Linked DNA regions of Mus musculus: region 1 is linked to region 2. Evidence: chromatin contacts called from public Hi-C data. All regions are on one chromosome and are shown on one strand. Each heading gives the region's core, a stretch centred on a gene start, on an enhancer-like site or on the middle of the called end of the contact. The rest is flanking DNA. Distances are from core to core; before and after follow the strand shown.

Region 1 (6,285 bases), core at 2,069-4,568, 80 kb before region 2:
GAATCTAATGGTTTTTAGCAGGGCAGAGGGAAATGGGGGCGAAGGGCAAGGCCTGCCTGACCCATGCTTGCCATGCTCAAGCTGGCCAGAGTCCCTTCATTACTCCTAATAGTTTCTTAAAAAAAAACAACTTTTCTCTTTTTTTTCCTTAGTGTTTTTTTTTTAAGTTAGATACTTTTCCTGATCTAAAACTCTCTAAATTCTTCAAAATCAACCTCCAAATTCACCCCAGCTTTCAAGAATGTGTATCCCTACACTCCATTATATTGACTATTACCCTTCAGTTTTCCTGGTTTGTGTTTTGCTCCCCCACTTTGTCTGTGCCCTCCCCTGACCTCTTGCTTCTGTGCTGACCTGACCGGAGCTGTCCCACAGCTGTCTTGCCTACTGAACTCTGAGCCACCCTTCAGACACACAGGCTGCTTCCTTACTCCTTCTTCCCCTGATCCTCAGGAGCACGGCACCCACGTGAGCCCAACTGATGTCATGTTCTGACGTTTCTGTCTGTCTTCAGGAAAATCAGTGTTCCTGAGGCGTGGTCCAGAGATCGACAGACCCGAGCTGCAAATGTTTTACTTTTTTTTTTTTTAATAAATTTGCTTATTGTGTGTATTGCACATGCATGTATGTTCATGTACCGTGATGAATGAGTGAGAGTCATAGGACAATCAACAATAGTCAATTCTCTCCTTCCATCACATGGCGATTTGACTCAGGTCCTCGGGCTTGCTGGCAAGTATCTGTACTTGCAGACTGGTCCTCCTGGGGCATCAGAATCATTTTCTTCCATCAATACATGACACAGCCCACAATCATGTACATAATTCATTTATCATGTCTTATATGTGTCTTTTAATTTCTTTTTACATTAATTAATTAATTAATTAATTAACTTTATATTTGTCTTAGTCAGGGTTTCTATTCCTGCACAAACATCATGACCAAGAAACAAGTTGGGGAGGAAAGGGTTTATTCAGTTTACACTTCCATACTGCTGTTCATCACCAAGGAAGTCAGGACTGGAACTCAAGCAGGTCAGGAAGCAGGAGCTGATGCAGAGGCCATGGAGGGATGTTCTTTACTGGCTTGCCTCCCCTGGTTTGCTCAGCCTGATCTCTTATAGAACCCAAGACTACCAGCCCAGAGATAGTCCCACCTACGAGGGGCCTTTCCCCCTTGATCACTAATTGAGAAAATGCCTTACAGTTGGATCTCATGGAGGCATTTCCTCAACTGAAGCTCCTTTCTCTGTGATAACTCCAGCTGTGTCAAGTTGACACAAAACTAGCCAGTACAATATTCCAATATCATCTCCCCTTCTTCTCCAAGTCCTTCCCCCACAGCTCCTCCATCCATTTCCTCCTCCTCTTCTCCTCTGTGAAGGGGAAGGTACCCCTGGGTATCACCCTACCCTGGCACATCAAGTTACTATAGGACTAGGTGCCTCCTCTCCCAATGAGGCCAGGCCAGGCAGCATAGTTAGGGGAATGGGATCCACACACAGGCAACAGATTCAGGTATAACCCCCGCTCCACTTGTTGAGGAACCCACATGAAGACCAAGCTGCATATCTACATAAATACGTGTGTGTGTGTGTGTGTGTGTGCGTGCATGTATGTGCCTGTGTGTCTATGTCCAGCCCATGCTCACTCTTTGGTTTATGGGTCAGTCTCTGGGAACCCCCATTGGTTCAGGTTAGTTGACTGTCTTCTTATAGAGTATCTTCTTCATGTCCCTCAGTCCTTCCCCCAACTCTTCCACAGAGGTCCCCAAGCTCTGTATAATGTTTGGTAGTGGGTCTCTGCATCTGTTTCCATCTGCTGTTGGATGGAGCTTCTCAGAGGACAGTTATACTAGGGTCCTTTCTGCAAGCATAGCAGAGTATCATTAATAGTGCCAGGGATTAATTCTTGCCCATGGGATTGATCTCAGTTTGGGCCAGTCACATCCATTTCTGCTCTGTCCTTGTCCCTGCATATCTTGTAGGTAGGATACATTTTGGGTCGAAGGTTTTGTGGGTGGATTTCTGTCCTTATCCTTCCACTGGGAGTCCTGCCTGGCTACACAAGGTGGCCACTCCAGGCTCCATATGCCCCATTGACTAGGAGTCTCAGCTCAGTCACCCCCCCCATAGACTCCCTGGGGCTTCCCCTAGTCCAAGACCTCTGGCACATCCTAGAGATGCCCTCCCCCCACTGATTTCCATGCTCTCTCCTGCTCTCCTTGTACCTCATCCTCATTCCTTTCCCCGTCCAGATCTCTCCCTTTAATATCTATTTTATTTCCCTTTCTGAGGAAGATTCATCCTCCCTTGGGCCCTTCTTGTTATTTGGCTACTTTGGGTCTGTGGATTATAGCGTGGTTGTTCTGTAGTTTATGGCTAATGTCCACTTACAAGTGAGTACATACCATATATGTCTTTTTGGGTCTGGGTAACTTCACCCAGGATGATATTTTCTAGTTTCATCCATTGGCTTGCGAAATTCATGATATCATTGCTTTTAATAGTTGAACTGAGTAGTTTTCCACTATATACACGAACCACATTTTCTTAATCTATCCTTCAGTTGATGTGCATCTGGGCTGTTTTTGATTTCTGGTTATTACCAATAAAGCTTCTATGAACATAGTAGAGAATATTTTGGATATATGCCCAGCAGTGTTATAGTTGGGCCTTGAGGTAGAACTGTTCTCAACTTTCTGAGAAAATGCCAAATTGATTTCCAGAGTGGTTATACAAGTTTGTAATCTCACCAGCAATGGAGGAGTGTTTCCCTTGCTCTACATCCTTGCCAGTATGTGCTGTCACCTGAGTTTTTGATCCCAGTTTGACAGTTTGAAGACTAATCTTTTTTTCCCACTCATGGACTGATTTTGTCATTTTTCATACATACACAGTATATATAAATATACTTGTAATCCAAGGGTAATCATTGAGTCTTAGATTATTTGTGATATAAAACTACATGGAATAAAAGAGAGACCAGTAATGTAGCTTCTATAAGTCTATTACTATCTATCTATCTATCTATCTATCTATCTATCTATCTATCTATCTATCTATCTATCTATCTATCATCTGTCTATATGAATCTGTAATCTATCTAAAGTGTCTATCTAAAATCATTCTGTTTAAGCTGATTGATTTTTGTCCCTTGTGCCACCCAGAATGTTGAAAATGGAGCGATTGATTCTTCAGTGCCAGGTCTGATTCCCAGAACAGACTTTGAAGTTCCCATTCTGACAGGGACTCAGTTGAGTTCCTAGCTGGGGACCTTTGTTCCTGTTGTCTCAGTCTCAAAAAAATGCAAACAAACCTCACACAGTGCAGAATCCATGCTAAGGACATCTTTTAATAGAAAGGGCAATCCTGTTCTGTGGACTGGGCTTGGGGGATGCTACGAGAGTTTTTTATATGTAGAGAATATGGAAGGAAGTCCTACCCTAAGACAGCTGTCAACTTTAATCCCAGGCCTAGGAGGATGTTAACCTTTTTGATTTAACCTTGTATTTTTTCTTTGTATGACTGTTTTTATTCAGGCTTTAATTTTTATATTTGACCTTTTGTTCCTATCTATTTAATCCGTTTTAGACTTTGTTTTACCTGAGACAATGAATGTCCCATTTCTTAGGAGATGTGTTGATATCTTTTGAAGTAGCCAAGTTAGTTCTAGGAATCTTATGAATTTTTGGATTTGCTCCTGTATCCATTAATCCTTCAATTTTAATTTCATCTAACTATGATTTTAATTTTGGTCTCTTATCATTTATAGCAGTTTGCCAGAATACTTTTTGTTTTCAATCTTCCTTGGCTTTTCTGTTTTATCTATTGGAACTGCACAGGTTTGATATCTGGGTTATTAATGTTTAGATCCAGAGCAGTTTTGTTTTATTGCATTGAGGCCTCTTGTGGCATTCCTGACACCTTGCTTGTGCCCTGTTCTTCTGGCTAGTCTAGTGCTGGCTTTTGCCACACCTTCTGCATATTTCAGAAGTCTGGGGACCCCTTTTTAGATTATTTCTAAAAAATAGCATTGCTTTTAGGAATCCCTTGCTTACAATCCCTTTTTAGTGACTTTCCTTGCTACAATTAAAATATTTGGGAGCTGGCTTTTCTTAAAACATTTAGATGAGCTGGCTGGGGAGACTGGCCAAGCAAAAGGCCTAAGTTTTAAATTATATTAATTAGAAGCTTCCTATCTCATTATTTATACCGCTGGTGGGTCTAAGAAAGTCCCACTCCAACATGGTACAATTAAGTGGCCAATTTTCTTGAGGAGGTTGTTAGGGGGAAGCCCCAGGATGTGTGAAGGCTCATGGAGCAAAGGAAATTTACCTGATCATCTCTAATGATACATATGAAAGATGATCACCGTGCATCTTAAGTCTTTGGTAAATGCAGGCTAATCTTGAGACACAGTCTTGAGACACTCTCAGGGTGAAGCCAAGGAAACTCCTCCAATAGACAGCACAAACATTGATCCCAAGCCCACACATCATCAGGTAACATATAATATTGCAGTTATCAAGAGACTTAACGCCAAAATGGGAAACAAATGTAAAAAAAAGAGAAAATGTTTGGGGGAGAAACTACCACCTGGTGTTCCAGCTGGTGTTTCCATTGCAAGCTAAATATCCTTGACTTTTATATATTTGGGGGAAAATGGAAATATTTAATTACAGGTGACTGGCCTCAGTTTCCACAGAGAACAGTCCTTGAAAGAAGGTGCATCTGTCTTCAAGATAATAAAGGCTGCTTGATCTATCTTGTTTTAGCCCACAATTTATATAAGACACAATAAGTTATTCCATGTTTTTGTATTTGCTAAGACTTGTTTTGTGGCTAAAAATGTAAATATTTTAAATAAAGTCCCTTGGGTTGTTGAAAATTGTGTTTTCTGCAGCTGCTAGAAGGAATAGTCTGCAGATATCTGTTAAGCCCAACTTCTCTATGATGCAGTTTGACTTGTCTATGGTGAAGTTTTATTTCTTATTTCTTAGGTCTGGGTGATCTATTTGTTTATTTGCATAGGTTATTGACATTACCCACTATTATTGTGTTGAATCCATGCCTTTGTGTCCATTTGTAGGGGCAGTGCTGATGCTAAGGTCTTGTCCCCCAATTGGTCTTGATCTGTCAGTAAAGAAAGATATGGGCCAATTGCTGGACAGAAGGAATAAGTGGGACTTCCAGGTTCCTGGAGGCAAGAGAGAGAGATGCAAGGGAGGAGAGGAGAGTTCAGGGCAGGCTTCTGATGGAGTTAAATTGACCAGCCATGTGAGATCTCAAAAGGGAATGGTCACACAGGCCACTTCTATAGGCAGGTGGTCAGGGGGAGTTTAGCAACTAAAATTTAGGACCGGTGGGAGGTGCAGAACTAAAAGTATTGATAAGGGCATACTTTTCCAGGTGGCAAATAGTAGCACCCAGAAATTGTGCCAAGAAGTCAAGTTGAAAAACAAACAACTGTGTGTGCACAGACATGCTCACGTGTCTTTTATTTGTGGATTCACGGGAAGCTGGGTGGGGGCTGGTAGATTCCCAGAGCTCAGGCTGGGTATCAAAAGGCTACATGCAACGTCCATTAGTGTTTCTTTTATGAAACTGAATGCATGTATGTATTACTTTTTTTCATTGTTGTGACAATTTTTTTTAAAGGAAGATCTTATTGTGGCTCCTGGTCTGAGGGTGTATTAGTCATTCAAGGGGGTCATGCCAATGGGAATGTAAGGTCACATTGGGTCTATAATCAAGAAGCAGTGAGAGAACACAATGTACGGCATGCTTTCTCCTTTGTTTTACATTTTACTCCGTTGTGGACTCCAGTGAAGTAGAAGAATATGGACAAAGATGAGAAGAACTCAGTCAAACACTTACAAAAAAATGGCATATGGGGGGGGGGGGAGTGGGCAAAGTCAGCCAAGAAGAAAGCTGGAGCATCCACACACACATATTGGCCTAGAGATCAACTAACCACAGCCACTAGAAGGTGCTCCAGAGTGTGTGCAAGTGACCTATGGCTCATTACAACACTAAACACACATCACTGAAAGGATCTAAGATGTTATGAGACATGGAATGCATGAAATACAGGGAGAATACTAAAATCACCCAGGAAAAGCAGGCCTAAGAACTTACCAGCCACACCAGACCAAGGCAAGGATGAACACTTTCATCCAAGTTCTATAATGAGGTAACATCTAGCTCGAAGATCAAAATAGCACTCACTGACCACTCGGTATGTGTATCAAGAGACTGACAGGCAGACTCACACCCATCTCAGG
Region 2 (6,495 bases), core at 3,816-6,315:
TTCTAGAGGTCTTTGGTTAGGTGAGATGTAACCGGAGAACAGTTCTTTAGCAAAGGATGACATTTGTAACTACTTGACTGTAGTGTCATTTGTACTCCAAAATCCAATCGCTCTAAGCTTGACCGTAGTATTTCTTATCATTATCCTCAGCTGACCTTTACTGAGTGCTTACCACATGGCAGGGGCTCTACAGTTAGTATTTTATATGCACTGTCTTGTGGAGATCATAAGCAATCCTATAAAATGTATCTCTTAAATTTAGGAGATATGCCAGAATTCTTTTTTTAAAAGGTATTTACTACAACCGGTAGATCTGGAAGCTTGGAAGGCCCAGCCCTGTGCTGTCTCTGCAACGAGAACTAAATGGTGATGTATAAATCAGTCACTTCCCTCTACGTGTTGTGTGTTAATAAAATGATCCTTGGGCCCCAAATTGTTCATTATTCCTTTTGGCCGTATGATGATACTTAAAAATGCTTTTCAGAATATTCAATTCTAAATATTAAAAAATATTAAGAATGAGGGAGAAAATCATATTCATCCATTTAAGACCAGACTTTGTATTTAAACCTGCTCGATGAAGTGATTTTTTACAGAAAATCAGTAAGTTAATTCACAGTGTCCCCATTGAAAGCTTCGTTGCATTAAAGGAGGATTAGCACTTGAGACAAGTTTGCAGAACTGACAAAATGAAAGGTTTATCTCAACAGCGAATTAAGCAGTCTGAGCAGGAAACAGGAGATGGAAGATGACCACTCTAAAAATAGCTTTCTGCATGAGATTTCTGTTAGTCTACCTAGAGCATTCTAGATGGAAGGACAGATCTCAAGGCGTGCCAAAGTACATACCATGGTGTCAAGGCGGCCGATGACTTCAAACGAAAAGTCCACCCCTCCGTCGGTCATCTCCTGGAGAACTTCCTGGATGGGTTTGCTGTAGTCTTGAGGGTTGATGCACTCAGTTGCACCCAACTCTTTGGCCTTGGCAAACTTGTCCTTGTTGATGTCCACAGCAATGATCCTGGCTGCTCCTGCTGCTTTACAGCCAATGATGACAGACAGACCGACACCTCCGAGGCCAAACACGGCACATGTGGAGCCTGGGGTCACCTGTATTTCCAGAAAATACAAAAGTGGATTGAATGGTGACTGTTAGGGGGTGCTCCCCACTGCACATATTGCCTTGCTGTGTCCTTTATCACGGCTACCTCATTCCATTTGTTGCCAAATCCACTTCTGGTTATGGTTGCCCAAAGTGTACATCATTGGTACTCAAGATTTGCTATGTATTAGACATATCTGGGGATTTCTTTCGTTAATCTCAAGGTCTGATAGCAGCTTCTACCAATTAAATTGGAATCACTGCAAATGGAACCTCATTCCTATTTCAATGGGGAAAACTCAAGTTGAGATCAGCTGTACCAGATGATCTTTGAATTCTAAATAAAAACGACTTACATCTTTGAGAGCTTTACAATAACATCTTACACACGCACATAAGCAATTTGAATAAATGAAACAAGTGATCAAGGTTACTCCAGGAGACTAAAAGGTAACCCAACTGCCCTTTGCTCGTGAACTCCTTTCTTGGTTCACTAACTTTCAGTAGTCACAACTACGGTACTGGGAGCAGAAGTCGGCTGAGAAGCATGTAGAAGTCATACCTGGCTTAAAGCAATAGGAAAGTGGACACGAAACTTTAAGACAAGATAGCATGAGACCAATGTAATCTCTGTGAGACTTTATGCCTGAATGTTTAGAAGAAGCAAATGACAAATACTTCAACAAAAGCTAATCTGTATTTTAGTCACGATTAATTAAAATCCATGATTACAACTACCCTTGGCTTGCAAATAGGCACACTCGGCCTTCCAGCTGAGACAGTTAAACAACAGCACAAGCACGAATTGCATTTAGGTCTAAAGCCTCAGAATTGGAAAAGGCAGGCTCCTCATTACTGTGACTGGCTTAGGTCTATTTAATTGGTGCAGCCACCTGTGTCCCATACCCGACTGTCACTTCCCCCTAGTGGTGTCTATCTTGTCATTCATCCATCAAATGCTCTTAAATGCTCTGGGACACATCGCCACTCTCCACCTGGCCCAGAAAAATGCAAGGCCTGTTACTGTGATGGGAGTCATGACCAGTGTGCACTCTAGTTTCAGATGCAGCAGAGAAGTTGAGAGGAATTCTAGTCTTTATTTCCCTAGTGAAAATTTAGATGAATAGTTTTAGCTTTAGCTTCCTGGATTTTAGTTTTCATAAAATGAAAGATAACTACTGGATTTGTTTCAACCATTTGGGAAGGAAATTATTTTTAAAATCGCCATCTAAAATGTCTAAAACTAAACATCTAAAACTTCTAGTGTGTGTGTGTGTGTTGGTTATGAGTGTGTTTGTGTGTATGTTTCTGTTTGTGTTTGTATGCATATGTGTGTTTGTATGCGTATGTGTATTTGTGTGTGTGTGTGTTTGTGTGTTTTGGTTGCAAGGGAAAAGATGTAGTGATGAGGTCTCAAATGTAATCAATACTTTGCTTAAGTTCTCTTGAGTCTTCTGGGATCCACTCAGTGGGTGGCCATGCTGCAGATGAATCAGGTAAGGCTGGGAGAAGACAAACCGTTTGCTTTGGCTACTTGAGAACCTAGCGGAACCCATCATGATGGATGAGTGACATCTCTTTTCAACTGGAGAATAGGCTACTACAAGAGTTCCCAGCTTTAAATTTTGGTAGTCATATAGAATACACAGATTATAATATCTTCTACATGTATTATATTTATTATAAATATTTATTATATTTATAAATATTTACTTTTTCTTAATTCAGAATCAGCATAATTTTCATCTTTAAAAAAAAGATGAATTTTCTTTTTTTCCAGTTCCATCTGGGGTTATTTTTCTATTAATAATTCAAAACCATAAATCTATGAAGTGACATAGGAGAATCCTAGAGTGATAAATTGATGTCTTGAAGGATCTACTAATGAACTTGCTTAGGAAATATTATATCACACAAAGTAGAGTTTAGCTAACCTGGTGTTGTCGCTTGCATGAGTTAAGGAAGACCAACACACTAGGCAGGCTTGTCAGAAACTATAGGAAAAGGCATGCCTCTGACATCATGAATATGTTAACAAACAGAGACAACCACAGCCCACAGCTGGCCACTAGGCTCTTCCCATTATCAAAGAGCATGCCTCTGTCAGGCAGCTCACAATGCTGCACTGGGTCATGGTACCATTAAATCCTGGTCCATCATTAAGCCTTGGTTTTCTTTCTTTTTTTTAAATGTAAGGATTTTTTAATTGGATATTTCCTTTATTTACATTTCAAATATTATCCCCCTTTCCAGTTTCCCCCACTTCTAGAAACCCTCTATACTACTCCCCCTCCCCCTGCTTCTATGAGGGTGTTCCTTCACCCACCCACCCACTCCCACCTCACCACCCTGGCATTCTCCTACACTGGGGCATCTATCGAGCCTTCACAGGACCAAGAACCTCTCCTCCCATTGATGCCTGACAAGACCAACCTCTGTTACATATAAGGCTGAGCCATGGGTCCCTCCATGTGTACTCTTTGGTTGGTGTCTTAGTCCCTTCGGCTCCTTAAGTTCTTTCTCTAAATCCTCCATTTGGGGCCCTGCTCTCAGTCCAATGGTTGGCTTTGAGCATCTGCATCTGTATTTGTAAGGCTCTGGCAGGGCCTCTCAGGAGACAGCTGTATCATGCTCCTGTCAGCATGCACTTCTTGGCATCTACAATAGTGTCTGGCTTTGGTGACTGTATTTGGGATGGATCCCCAAGTGGGGCATGTGTGGAGTGAATTCTCTGGATGACCTTCCTTCAGCCTCTGCTTTATGCTTCATCTCTATATTGGCTTCCAACAGTCTTTTGTTCCCCTTTCTAAGAAGGACCCACACTTAGGTCTCCTTCTTCTTGAGCTTTATGTGATCTGTGAATTGTATCTTGAGTATTCCATGCTTTGCGGCTAATATCCCCACTTATTAGTGAATGCATACTATGTGTGTTCTTTTGTGATTGGGTTACCTCATTCAGGATGATATTTTCTAGTTCCATCCATTTGCCTAAGAATTTCAGCAGATGCTGGTGAGGATGTGGAGAAAGAGGCACATTCCTCCATTGTTGGTAGGATTACAACCACTCTGGAAATCAGTCTGTTGGTTCCTCAGAAATTTGACATGAGGACTCAGCATATACTCCTGGGCATATACACAGAAGATGCTCCAACATATAACAAGGACACATGCTCCACTATGTTCATAACAGCCTTATTTATAATAGCCAGAAGCTGGAAAGAACCCAGATGTCTTTCAACAGAGGAATGGATAGATACAGAAAATGTGGTACATCTACACAATGGAGTACTACTCTGCTATTAAAAGCCTTGGTTTTCTTATCTAGAAAATTCTACCTGGAAGGCAGGACGGCTCTAGGTAACAATGTTGGTCTACTTAAAAACAAACTAACGCACACTTGTGGCACTATCTCTGCAGTACAAATATCCCCATTGTGGCTTGCTTTAGAAATAACAGTGATGGCATCTCCACTTTATAAAATCTCCCATTTGTCCAATATAGTCAAGCTTTCCAGTTTCTGTCTCCTTAAAATGTATTTCATTGCTCAGTGAGTCTTGCAGCTGGGACATAACAGAGATCTGCAGACAATGGCATATGTAGAATGTTACAGCCCAAGACCTAAACAAACTTCAAATAATTTCTGTTAGACGCTGGTTTCTCTTTGGGCAAGAGCTAGAACTAGACACACACTATTATAGAGCTTTCCCTTGCTTCTCTCAAGTGTGTGGAGTGAATTCTCACTGGGGCTGGAGAGGCTTATTTCACTTCTACAAAAATACTCTGATGCCCGCCCAGGAGCCATGTCTTCCCTTTAGGTACCAATAATATGCACTTAGCTTGTTCCATGGCCCACTGTCCATCCTACCTTGGCGACTTTGACGGCAGAGCCATAGCCAGTTGAGAACCCACAGCCGATGAGGCAGACTTTGTCCAGTGGTGAAGCTCCATCGATTTTGGCCACTGCTATATCATCTACCACGGTGTACTGGGAGAAGGTGCTGGTGCTGATAAAGTTGTGGATCTGCTTTCCCTTGCAGGAGAACCTGCTGGTGCCTTCGCGCAAAGTCCCCCGAGGCATTAGCAGACTGGTTGGTGAAACACAGGCATACAAAGGACATGAGACAGAACAAAGCAGTGTGCCCACCCAACTGTGCAAGAAGACAATAAGAAACGTACTCGCTTCGGCTACAAAAGTTGCTTTCCGGGTGCTTGCAAATCCTGCATTCTCCACACTGAGGGGAAAAGAGTGGAATGACTTTATCACCTGGATGAAGAAAAACAAAATGACTTAAATGTCTGTCCAGAAATCAATAAAGCAACAACTTGAAGCTTATTAGAGACATTGTGTCTTTGAAAAGTCTCCAGGAGATGAGGCCTCACCCAGGCTATGTCAGTCTAATTAGTCATTCGCATTTAAAGCGCCTGAAGATTCCCGGGAGAGAAAAATGAGCCGAAACCAGCCATTTCCACCCGTCAGCAGTTAAACTTTGTTGTGTGCCTCAGTTTCTCTTAGGAGCTTTGTACATATCCTAATCAAACCTTGGATATGCTTGCTGCTAAGAAGAAATATACACTTTCTCTGCAAATGAGTTGCTATCTTCCTGTTAGATTTTGGCGAGAACTGATATGATAGTTTCAATAAAAGTAAGATTAAAGAAACACTATACAGGCAATATTTTATAGTAAAAATAAAACAAATTAAACTTGATCATGAAATCAAATTAAAGTGGGAATCTTGATAGTTAGCTTTTGCCCTTTTATTGTTTAAGACTTTGTTGTTGGTGTTGGTTTTTTTCTTTTTGTGTGCATGTGAGAGTACCTGTGTGTGTGTGCCATCTCTGTATGTGTGCCCTTGGAAGCCAGCAAAGGGTGTTGGGTCCCCAGGAGCTGGAGTTACAAGTGGTTGTGAGTAACCCAGTTGGGTGCTCTATAAGAGCATGGTATGCCCTGAGCCACGTTATCATTTCTTCGTGGTCCAGTTTTGGCTTTTTAAGGTGATTGTGCTTCTCCTACTATGAAATAAAGGCTTAAAAAATCTTAGTTATTTTTTGAGGAAGCATAATAAAAACATGACAAGCCACAAATTGCTTTGGAAATCTCAGTTCTTAATGAGTTAAATACTTTCTCTGGGAAATAACAAGAAACTTTTGTTTTTTAAAGATAATTATTTATGAATTATTGATTTTTCTGCCATAGAAGAAGCAACCTGAAGAGTAAAGGTGTCATTTTGCTGCTAGGTTTGTTGTTGTTGTTTTGTTCTTTTCTGAATAAAAGAAATAATACAAGCTTAACTCAAACCAGATTAGTTCTTTTCCTATTTTTTGCTTACAGCTTAGTCATTTAGAAGAGAAGTCTGACTCTATTGACTAAAGCGATCTTTTTGAAGATGAACAT

The links. Hi-C and Micro-C count contacts between places; a contact is called where the count stands out from the background.
Region 1: a contact with region 2 is called in a Hi-C map of liver, with 3 times the contacts expected there. The contact joins two enhancer-like sites. A contact is called at or near these places in 6 of 39 promoter capture datasets (the HPC-7 cell line, hematopoietic stem and progenitor cells, liver and 2 more), 5 of 484 Hi-C or Micro-C datasets (brown adipocytes, liver and spermatogonial stem cells) and 3 of 9 other capture datasets (adipose tissue, liver and pancreatic islet).

What each region holds. Positions count from the first base shown.
Region 1 is chr3:138,360,129-138,366,413 of GRCm38.p6, reverse strand. No RefSeq gene overlaps it. Among named protein-coding and RNA genes, the nearest start is that of Adh6b, 22 kb to the right of the region's middle. Within about 2 kb of position 3,318, at least 3 of the 459 cell types and tissues checked have an H3K27ac peak or open chromatin away from gene starts, as enhancers often do. A contact at or near this core is called in liver, where this site is marked.
Region 2 is chr3:138,281,306-138,287,800 of GRCm38.p6, reverse strand. It overlaps Adh1 (alcohol dehydrogenase 1 (class I)), which reads right to left. Exons shown (of 9, transcript NM_007409.3): 4 at 5,278-5,365; 5 at 4,967-5,186; 6 at 849-1,109. Among named protein-coding and RNA genes, the nearest start is that of Adh1, 7.0 kb to the right of the region's middle. Within about 2 kb of position 5,065, at least 2 of the 459 cell types and tissues checked have an H3K27ac peak or open chromatin away from gene starts, as enhancers often do. A contact at or near this core is called in liver, where this site is marked.